Regions from separate parts of the Capsicum annuum genome. Here region 2 is linked to region 1. The links are chromatin contacts, called in public Hi-C maps. All regions are on one chromosome and are shown on one strand. The core of a region is the stretch at or near the end of the contact, and the rest is flanking DNA. Distances in the headings are between cores, read along the strand shown. Region 1 holds the start of LOC107855425 (phosphoethanolamine N-methyltransferase 1). Region 2 has its middle 8.2 kb from the start of LOC124899330.

What was found. Hi-C and Micro-C count contacts between places; a contact is called where the count stands out from the background.
Region 2: a contact with region 1 is called in a Hi-C map of leaf, with 1.9 times the contacts expected there. The contact joins the enhancer-like site here to the promoter of LOC107855425 in region 1. A contact is called at or near these places in 2 of 5 Hi-C or Micro-C datasets (bud and leaf).

What each region holds. Positions count from the first base shown.
Region 1 is chr6:207,900,532-207,905,210 of UCD10Xv1.1, forward strand. It overlaps LOC107855425 (phosphoethanolamine N-methyltransferase 1), which reads left to right and starts at 2,521. Exons shown (of 12, transcript XM_016700438.2): 1 at 2,521-2,775; 2 at 3,358-3,485; 3 at 4,367-4,504; 4 at 4,652-4,679. The coding sequence starts at 2,766.
Region 2 is chr6:207,958,910-207,963,151 of UCD10Xv1.1, forward strand. No RefSeq gene overlaps it. Among protein-coding and RNA genes, the nearest start is that of LOC124899330, 8.2 kb to the left of the region's middle. Within about 2 kb of position 1,457, at least 1 of the 5 cell types and tissues checked has an H3K27ac peak or open chromatin away from gene starts, as enhancers often do. A contact at or near this core is called in leaf, where this site is marked.

The sequences.
Region 1 (4,679 bases), core at 1,271-3,770:
TGTTTCGATTTGGTTACGGAGATCTTGCAACTAGGGCCGGCATATTTTGGTTTAAACCAAAAAAATCAAAAAATCGAATTGAAATTTAATTTTGATTTTGTTTTTTTATTTTTTCGGATTAGTTTCGGTTTTCAATTTTTAAAATTCGGTTAAACGGTTTGATTTTCGAATTTTCAAAAAAATAATTCGAATACACCGAAAACCAAAATTATATAAATAATATATTATAATTTATATATATATATATATATGTATATATATATATATGTATATATTATTATTATTATTATTTATGTAAATATACTAAAAATATAATACAATCTAATATAACATATAAACATATAATTATAATCATTTAGTAACCCTAAATTCTAATATATTGCTTTGCTTTTGACCCTAACAGTCTAAGCTGTAGTGGCGCTTAGTCATTTTCAATTCGTCAGTTTGTTTGAAATTCCAACATCGCCAACGACAGTCGGCAGTCGTTTACTCAGTTCGTCACTACCGTCGACAGCTGCTGCCGAGTGTGGCCACTGTTGTCATGCCTATGGCGATAACTCAGCGAGGTCGATATTTATGGTTATTTCATGTGTATTGAATTAATTATATTTGGGAATGAAAAATAGATTTGAAAAAAAGATTATTCTTCTAGAAAAATCACCAATTTTAAATGCTCACTACTTTAATTTTTAAAATCGAAATAAAAATCCGAAATAACCGAATCGAATTTGTAAAAATCAAACCAAACCGAAATAATTTTGATTTGGTTATGATTTTCTTTTTCATCAATCCAAAAATCCAAAAATCAAATCGATATTCAACATTCAAACCGAATAAACCAAATACCCATCCCTACTTGAAACAGCCTTGTTGCGTTTTTTTGTTCTTCAGCAAGTAAGCGGGGGCGGCGACTAGTTTGGGGGGGGTTCCTTTTTTTTTTAATTAAAAAATTATTATTAAATGATAATTAAATATAGTTATTTTTTTTGCCACATATTTTTTTTAAATTGATTAATTTTATCACGTCAGGTGAATGTATTACATATACTCTATATTTATTGCTGATTAGGTAAAAAAGATTTTATTGGATCAAAATTTGAGGAGTTAGAAGCCTGATAGATACAGGTTTTAGGTGAGAGGTTTAAGTGAATTTTTTAAAGTGCGCATGTCCACCTTTACCAAATGAAAACAAAAATGACGCCTTAATATATCTTTAACGCATTTTAATAATTACAATGATAATACCACGTGACCTAAACTAATCTTTTCTTTGGAGTTGGTGATGGCACTACTATACATGTGATTTGTGAAGAAGACAAACAAAATGAAAAATCTCATGGTATTTTTATAACAAATGAGAAATGATTAAAAACTTCAAAGTCCAGATTAATGATAAAGAGGACGACAATTATTCTCTTGATCCAATGTTAAGCTTTTAAACTAAAATATTCAGGCACTAGGCTACCAATATGGCAATATATAGAAAAGCAAAGAAACAAAAGATTAATTAAATTCAACATCACATTACTCACCTTTTCCCTAATAAACATAAGTTTGCTCATGAAAGCTGAATTTTAGCCATTTTCAACCGCACTTGTGAAAACAAAAATTTTATTTAGAATATTAGAGCTTTAATATATAGTACTAAAAATATTTTTTTATTTTAATTTATGAGATGATAATTAATTGAGCATAAAATTTAGGAATGCAAAAACATTTTAAAAATTTATGCCATTTTAAAAATTTATGATATAAACTAACTTATATCTACTCAGTTACAAATCATCTCACTAGAGACACTATAACAATAATAATAGTGAAATCTCTTAATTACGATCTAAAAAGGTAGAGCATGCGCTACCTTATTCTTAGAAGAATATTTTTGAATATCCTCTACTCAAGTGTTGAATCAAAGTGTTTGCAAAAGAAAATGACAATGAAGAAGAAATAGAAACTAGTAAGGGAAGTAGTGCAGAACATATAAATAGGGGCGGATCTAACATTGCGGGAGGGGGTTTTCGGAATACCCAAGCATTTTTGTATGTCTTGTATATATTAAAAATTTATTAAATATATAAAAATAATAAGTAAGGAATTCATTAACAAAGTTGTTAGTTGGCTCAATGGTTTAAAAGAGATTTGAAGTAGTATCTCACACACTATACTCTAGTTCAAATCAACCCATAAGCCTAAAATCCTAAATCCGCCTTTGATAGTTTGCAAAAAAAAGATAATCAGGGTTTGTCCGAACCTCCTTCGACGGAAAATTATACTATATATATATATGATTAAAATTATTTATTATGGATATATAGTAGATATCGAACCCCCTTCGATTAGTTCATATGTTCATTTGTGAATCCCCTTATCCCCTTAGTAAAATTTCTGGCTCCGTCAATGATGGCAGATATCAAAAGCAAGAAACAAACAGAATACGGTTAATACTACGGTTAAAAAGTGCAGCGAAGTAACTTAATATTTTTACGGTAAAACTACTTAATAAATCAATGTTGCTTTCCGAAGTGTTACATAAACAGCAGAAGTATCAGCAGAGTTCTCTCTTTGCAATACTTTTGTTGTGTCTATAAAGTAGAAGAAAAACCATTTAACATATTGTTGGTACAGATGATGCAGCAGAGAGGTAGAATTAGTAATTGTAAATCAAGGACTTTTTCTAGATCTCGTATTGCTGTTGAAGGTTGTTAACCTCCATCTTCAGCTATTTCCATTTCTGTAATTGAAACATCACAACCTTCTACACAACTATGGCTCCAGGTAATGAAACTTAAAACTTTTACATGAAACAGTCCATACAGTTCACATGATATCAGAACATGTAAAGGTCTCGAGTTCAGTCTCTATACGACATTCATCAACAAACAAAAATGTTTTTCTATGTGTCACTACCAAAATAATCATATCTTGCGTAAAGAAAGTAGTGTTGTAAATTGAAACAAAGTAGACGTGTGTTATGATCCGATTGCAAGGTATGCTACTTGAGTCCCACGTCAGTTAAATGTTGAGCTGATGTGAGGCTTATATAACTTTGGCGCTAACTTATAGCCAGCTTTTGGGGTTTGGTTCGACCTGATTTGAAAAGGGCTACCTGAGGGAGAGTTGCCTACTTGTGGTAGAGGGAAAGCTTGGTATGGAACTTTGAGTCCACCTTGGGCTCTCTCATCTTAATAGCGAGCTTTTGGGGTGTGATTCGCATATCATCTATCTAATTGTATGTTTTTAGATGAGAGAGTGCACACAATTTGAACTTATTGGTTTCTTGTTTTTTCTTTTTTCCTTTTTTTTTTGGTTTGAGTTGGATATTTTCTGATGCTTAGAATATGAACGTCTTATGTGTAGGAATAGGACAAGAGCGTGAGATTCAAAAGAGTTATTGGATCGAGAAAACTGCTGGACTTAAATTGGAGGCAATGATGCATGTGCATGATCTTGAATCATCTGATCTTGATAAAGAGGATAGGCATGAGGTATATATGATTCTTTATGTAATTGTTTCCATGTTCCTTGTTGATGTAATAGTTTCATACTTAGTTTGAGTGTGGAACCTAGTTAATCTACACCGGATTGGTTCCTCCCATTTACCAAAAGTGTGGGAGTTGCTTTGCTTGCGACCCCTTAGTAGCAAGTCTTTGTCCTCTACAAAGGGCAACCGGATGCACTAAGCTCCAGCTATACACTAGGTCCAGGGAAAGATTGGATCACAAGGGTCTATTGTGCGCAATGCAAGTTTTTATCCTCTGTACTAGTCACAAATCCTGGATGAAGATTGACTATCTGTTACTTTTCATGCCTGTTTCCAGGGTTCATTAGATAAAGTGTTGTATAATACTGATTGTAGAAGAAAAAATAACAGAAGGATTTAACAAGTTCTGTCAAGTTGACATCCTGGAGGCATTAATATAGAGTTCTCCACTATGAAAAAGAATAAACATCACATTATCCCCAAGTACGATCCGTTTAAATACCTCACAAATGTTTCCTAAACGTACAGAGTCAATAGGCCCAAAGATATGCAGCCGCACACTGGCAGAGGGATTTTGATGCATCTTATCAAAAAAATATGCAGCTTATTTGCAGGGAATTTGAGCTTCAATAATTGGCAGAGGGATTTTGATCCAAAACCAACTAACGTTAACTAAGTTCTGTGGTTATGCATGGTGGTTTATTTTTAGTTTTGACTGATGTATTTTGCTTATTACGACTTTTCTTTTGGAGGTTAAGAACTTTGAGTTCATTTTTAAAAAGGTTTAATTATCATTTTATCATGGTTCATTTTGTGAATTCACAAGATGTGCTGTAAGAAACTGTATTGGCCAATCCACTAAACTATTTGTGATTTGTCATGTAGGTGCTTTCACTGCTCCCGTCATATGAAGGGAAATCCGTGTTGGAATTGGGTGCTGGTATTGGTCGTTTCACAGGAGACTTAGCCAAGAAGGCTGGGGAGCTCGTAGCAGTGGATTTTATTGAAGGAGTGATTAAGGAGGTTTGTGGCATTTTTCCTTTGGGACGTTTGAATTTTCTGTTTCTGTTATATGAACGTGTGAATGAGTTGGTTCATAAGATTCAACTTGTTGCTGCTTCATACTAGATAAGTGATGTGAAATTTATCTATTAATTTGCTTCCTTGCAGAATGAAAGCATCAGCGGGCACCACAAGA
Region 2 (4,242 bases), core at 207-2,706, 57 kb after region 1:
AATAACATAAGGAATTACTAACCTTGAAATTACCTTTAGATTTATAATCTCATCTTGTTTGGTAGAATTTTGTGTTGATAACGTGTTATAAAATAATAAAGAACAAGAAGAAGAAGAGTAGAGAGAATAGAGAAAATAATTCTTATTTCTCTTAAGGGATGAATTACAATGAAGGAAAACTCCTTTATTTATAGGGAGAAAACTAACCTGGGGGTTTGTAACTTTTCCATAAATAGACATATACAATATATGGCAAAATAGGTATTCACTATATATGGTAAAGTAGACATTCACTGTATATGGTGTATTTATAACAAAGTGTGTATAATTTTATTTCATATCATTTAATTTTAACTATCGTTTTAGTTCAAAAAAGTTAGATCAGAATAATCATTACTGTAAGAATTCGAAACTAAATTTAACAATTATTTTCAACTATAACCTTAAATTATAGAAATATTTATCTTTATTGAATAAGGAAAAGTTAAAGAGCGATTAAAATAGGACAAATAGAGTGGCACCAATTGAAGCAATAAGCCCCTAATTACACGAAAAAACTACTAATTATCATCACCACAATAGTTTGAGAGAAAAGAAATTCAGATTATATTTCCTTGTTTACACTAATAGTAATTCATATTATTTTCCTTACATATGTTGTTCAATTATTTCCCTGTTTACACTAATAATAATTCGCACTAACTTATTCCATCTATTTAATTTTAACTATTATTTTAGCTCAAAAAAGTTACATCAAAATAATCATCATTTTAAAAATTCAAAACTGAAATTGACAATTATTTCTAACTATAACCTTAAAATTATAAAAATATCTACCTTTATTAAATAAGAACAAGTTAAACGTCAATTAAAGTTGGACAGAGGAATTAATAAGTCCATAAACGAAAAGCTGCTAATTGTTACCTTTCACAATAATTGAAATTCATACTCTATATTTCCTTGTTTATACTAACAGTAATTCACATTAATTTCCTTACGTATGTTGTTCAATTATTTCCTTGTTTACACTAATAATAATTCACACTAATTTCCTTATATGTTGTCCAATTATTTCCTTAATTTCAATTTTCGTTCTTATTTATGTGTTTAATACATACTCTTAAGGGAAAAAAAAAAAATACACATTTCCCACTATAAATATCCCTCATAATCTAAGCTCTCAACAATATAGTAAAATAAACATGGCAAAAACTGGTGTTATACCATGCCTTTTAATCATACTCTCTGGTTTGATGGAAGTATGTGTCATCTGTTTCATGTGGTACTTTGGGTTCCACAGACCCCAATCTTATTATTTACCAAAAATGGTAGATATATTCGTTAAAGTCAGTGCATTTATACTCAGTATCAGATTTGTCCTCAGTATAATCGCCTATTTTTTACTTAGTGGAGGGGATTCAGATTAGTTTAGTTTTGCAGGACTTTGAGTAATGAAGATCAACTAGAAGATACATTTAATTTCTTCTTCTTGTTTTTAAGTTTTAGTTGATTTATAGTTCGTTTATTTTAATTTTAGGATTCTATGTTGGTCGCTGTATTTTAGCATTCAAATTATATATGAGTTGCAATTAGTTTCAGTGGCGGATGTAGCATATATTCAGGGGTTTGGATGTATCCTCCTTTGGCGAAAAATTACACTATTTATAAACGGTTAAAATTATTTTTTATATATATATAGTATATGTTGAACCCCCTTCGACTAGTTTGTCTATGCACTTTCGAACCCCCTTAATTAACATTTTGGCTCCGCAACTGATTAGTTTGTTTTAATTTCTGACAAGTTGATATGTTTTGAGACTTTCATGAAGCTCACGTGAATTTATACCTAAACATCTTGATTCTTTTTACCAATCAAGTCAATAACTCAAATCGATAATTAGATTAATAATTTGAGTTAATGGCTTAATAATTTGACTATATATCGATTTATTATTCAAGTTATTATATTATTGATTTGATTCTCGATTTGACCAGTTTTAAATAAAGACAAATTAGAGTAAATATCTCTATCCAATCTCATCTCACCATCGGGTATCGAGCAAAGCTGTTGTTTTTTTTTTTGGCGGAGAATATAAATTAAATGTAATTTAAAATATTATTTTTTTAAAATTAAACTTTAGTTCTTTAGTGCATGGTAGAACCTTGAACCGAATCAGTTTAATTAGGTCCGATTTTTTATTTTTCGATATTTATGTCAACTCTCCTAGCCTTAATAATTTGCATTCAAAGTCACAATTTGCTCGTTCTTTTTAATTCCATTTTTGTATCGATATATTGTGGTATTTCTTTTTCTCCCAAAACAAATTATTAGGTTTAAAACAAGTCCTAAAATAATAATGAATCCCACATGTTGTATAGAAATGAGGCTTTCATTATTGTAATCTTAAGTTGTTCGGCTGCAACTATACATATGGCCCTAATTTATCCTTAAGAGTTTCTTGTGATATTCAAGATTCTCCTACAAAAATAATCCTACTAATTGTTCCCTACAGAATAATTGAAACTCGTACTATATATTTCCTTGTTACACTAATAGTAATTCACATTAATTTCCTTACATATATTTGCACTAATAATAATTCACACTAGTTTCCTTATATGTAGTCCAATTATTACCTTATTCATACTTTCCTTCTTATTTATGTGTTTAATACATACACTTGAGAAAAAAAAAATACAAAATCCCCACTATAAATATCCCTCATAATCTAAGTACATTGGATTCGTCAAACCACAATCTTATTTACCACATATTTTAGATATATTCGTTAAGATGGCTGCAGTTGGACTCACTATCAAATTCCTCCTCACTTAGTTTAGCAGGACTTTGAGTATGAAGATCATTTAATTTTTGCTTTATATTTTTCTAGTTTTAAAGTTTTAGTTGATTTAATATAGTTCATTTATTTTAATTTAAGATTCTATATAGGTTGTTTTATTTTAATTCATTGAACTTATATAAGACTTGCCATTAGTTTGTTTTAGTTTCTGGCAACTTGACATGCTTTGAGACTTTCTTGAATCTCGTGGGAATTAATTAATACCTATTACATCTTGATTCTTTTTACCAATCAAGTCATTTACATATCTCTTCACCCCTCCAAGAATCCTAAGCTAAAATCAATTTTGTGAAAGAAATTATTATAGAAGTGTATTTATAACAATCATTAAAAAATGATGTTAGATTTTATAATAAATTCAAAAACAGATTATTCTACATAAAATGTTAGTTAATTAATTATTTCTACGTATAATGTTAATTAGATTTCTTCACCTTCAATTTGTTGGTTGAAATATTCGTTAAAATTTCTGCAATTGTACTTATTGTGAGACTATGCCTTATTTTTATTTGCATGTGCTGCGGAGTGGGAAAGTAAATATATGCTTTTGAAGACTTCAAATGAAGATAGATATCAAGAATTCAAGATCAGTGATTTTACTTCACTATTTTAATTTTGTGTTATGATTTTAGTAGGTTAAATGTTTTTGTAGTTTATTATTACTATTTTAGGGCTCTATAATATTTTTTGTTTCAATATTCAAATTGTGTGAGGATTATTATTAGTTTCTTTTCTTGCAACTTGAATATTTGAGGTTTTTTTAACTGCTTATGTTGTAATTTATAAGCCGTAAGTCATAATTGCTGAATCCCTTACCTTTCACCTGTAGACTTATTTTTGTTGTTTGGGCTTAAAAAATATATTTTTACTCACCTCCTTCAATATATAACTATATATAATATTTTAAAACCTTTTTCTTTTATAAAAGAAAAAAATTGTCCAAACGGGCACCTAAAGGCCAAGGAACTAATTTAGTGAGAATGCACATGGGCAATTTTTTTATACAAATTAAATTCTGCAGTGATTCCGATTTGTAGTGAAACTCTATAAGCACTAAGAGACTATCCATTCTGAATTTGAATCCTATGTAAAGAAGTATAATTGTGGTAGATCTCTTATGTGTTTAGTTTGACGGGCAGCTTGGACTAACGGGTAAAGTTGTCTTTATGTGATCAGGATGTTAGCATATAAGGCTGTGTATATAACACCCTTGTGGTGCCCTTCCCCGGACCATAACACGCTTATGGTGATGCTCTTTCCTAAACTCTGTGCTTAACGGAAGTTTTAGTACATCAAGATTACCCAGTAAAAGATCATTATCTCCATGAGTAGGTAGGCATGCCACTCACCACAATCGGAAAGAGACCTATATATAGGCATA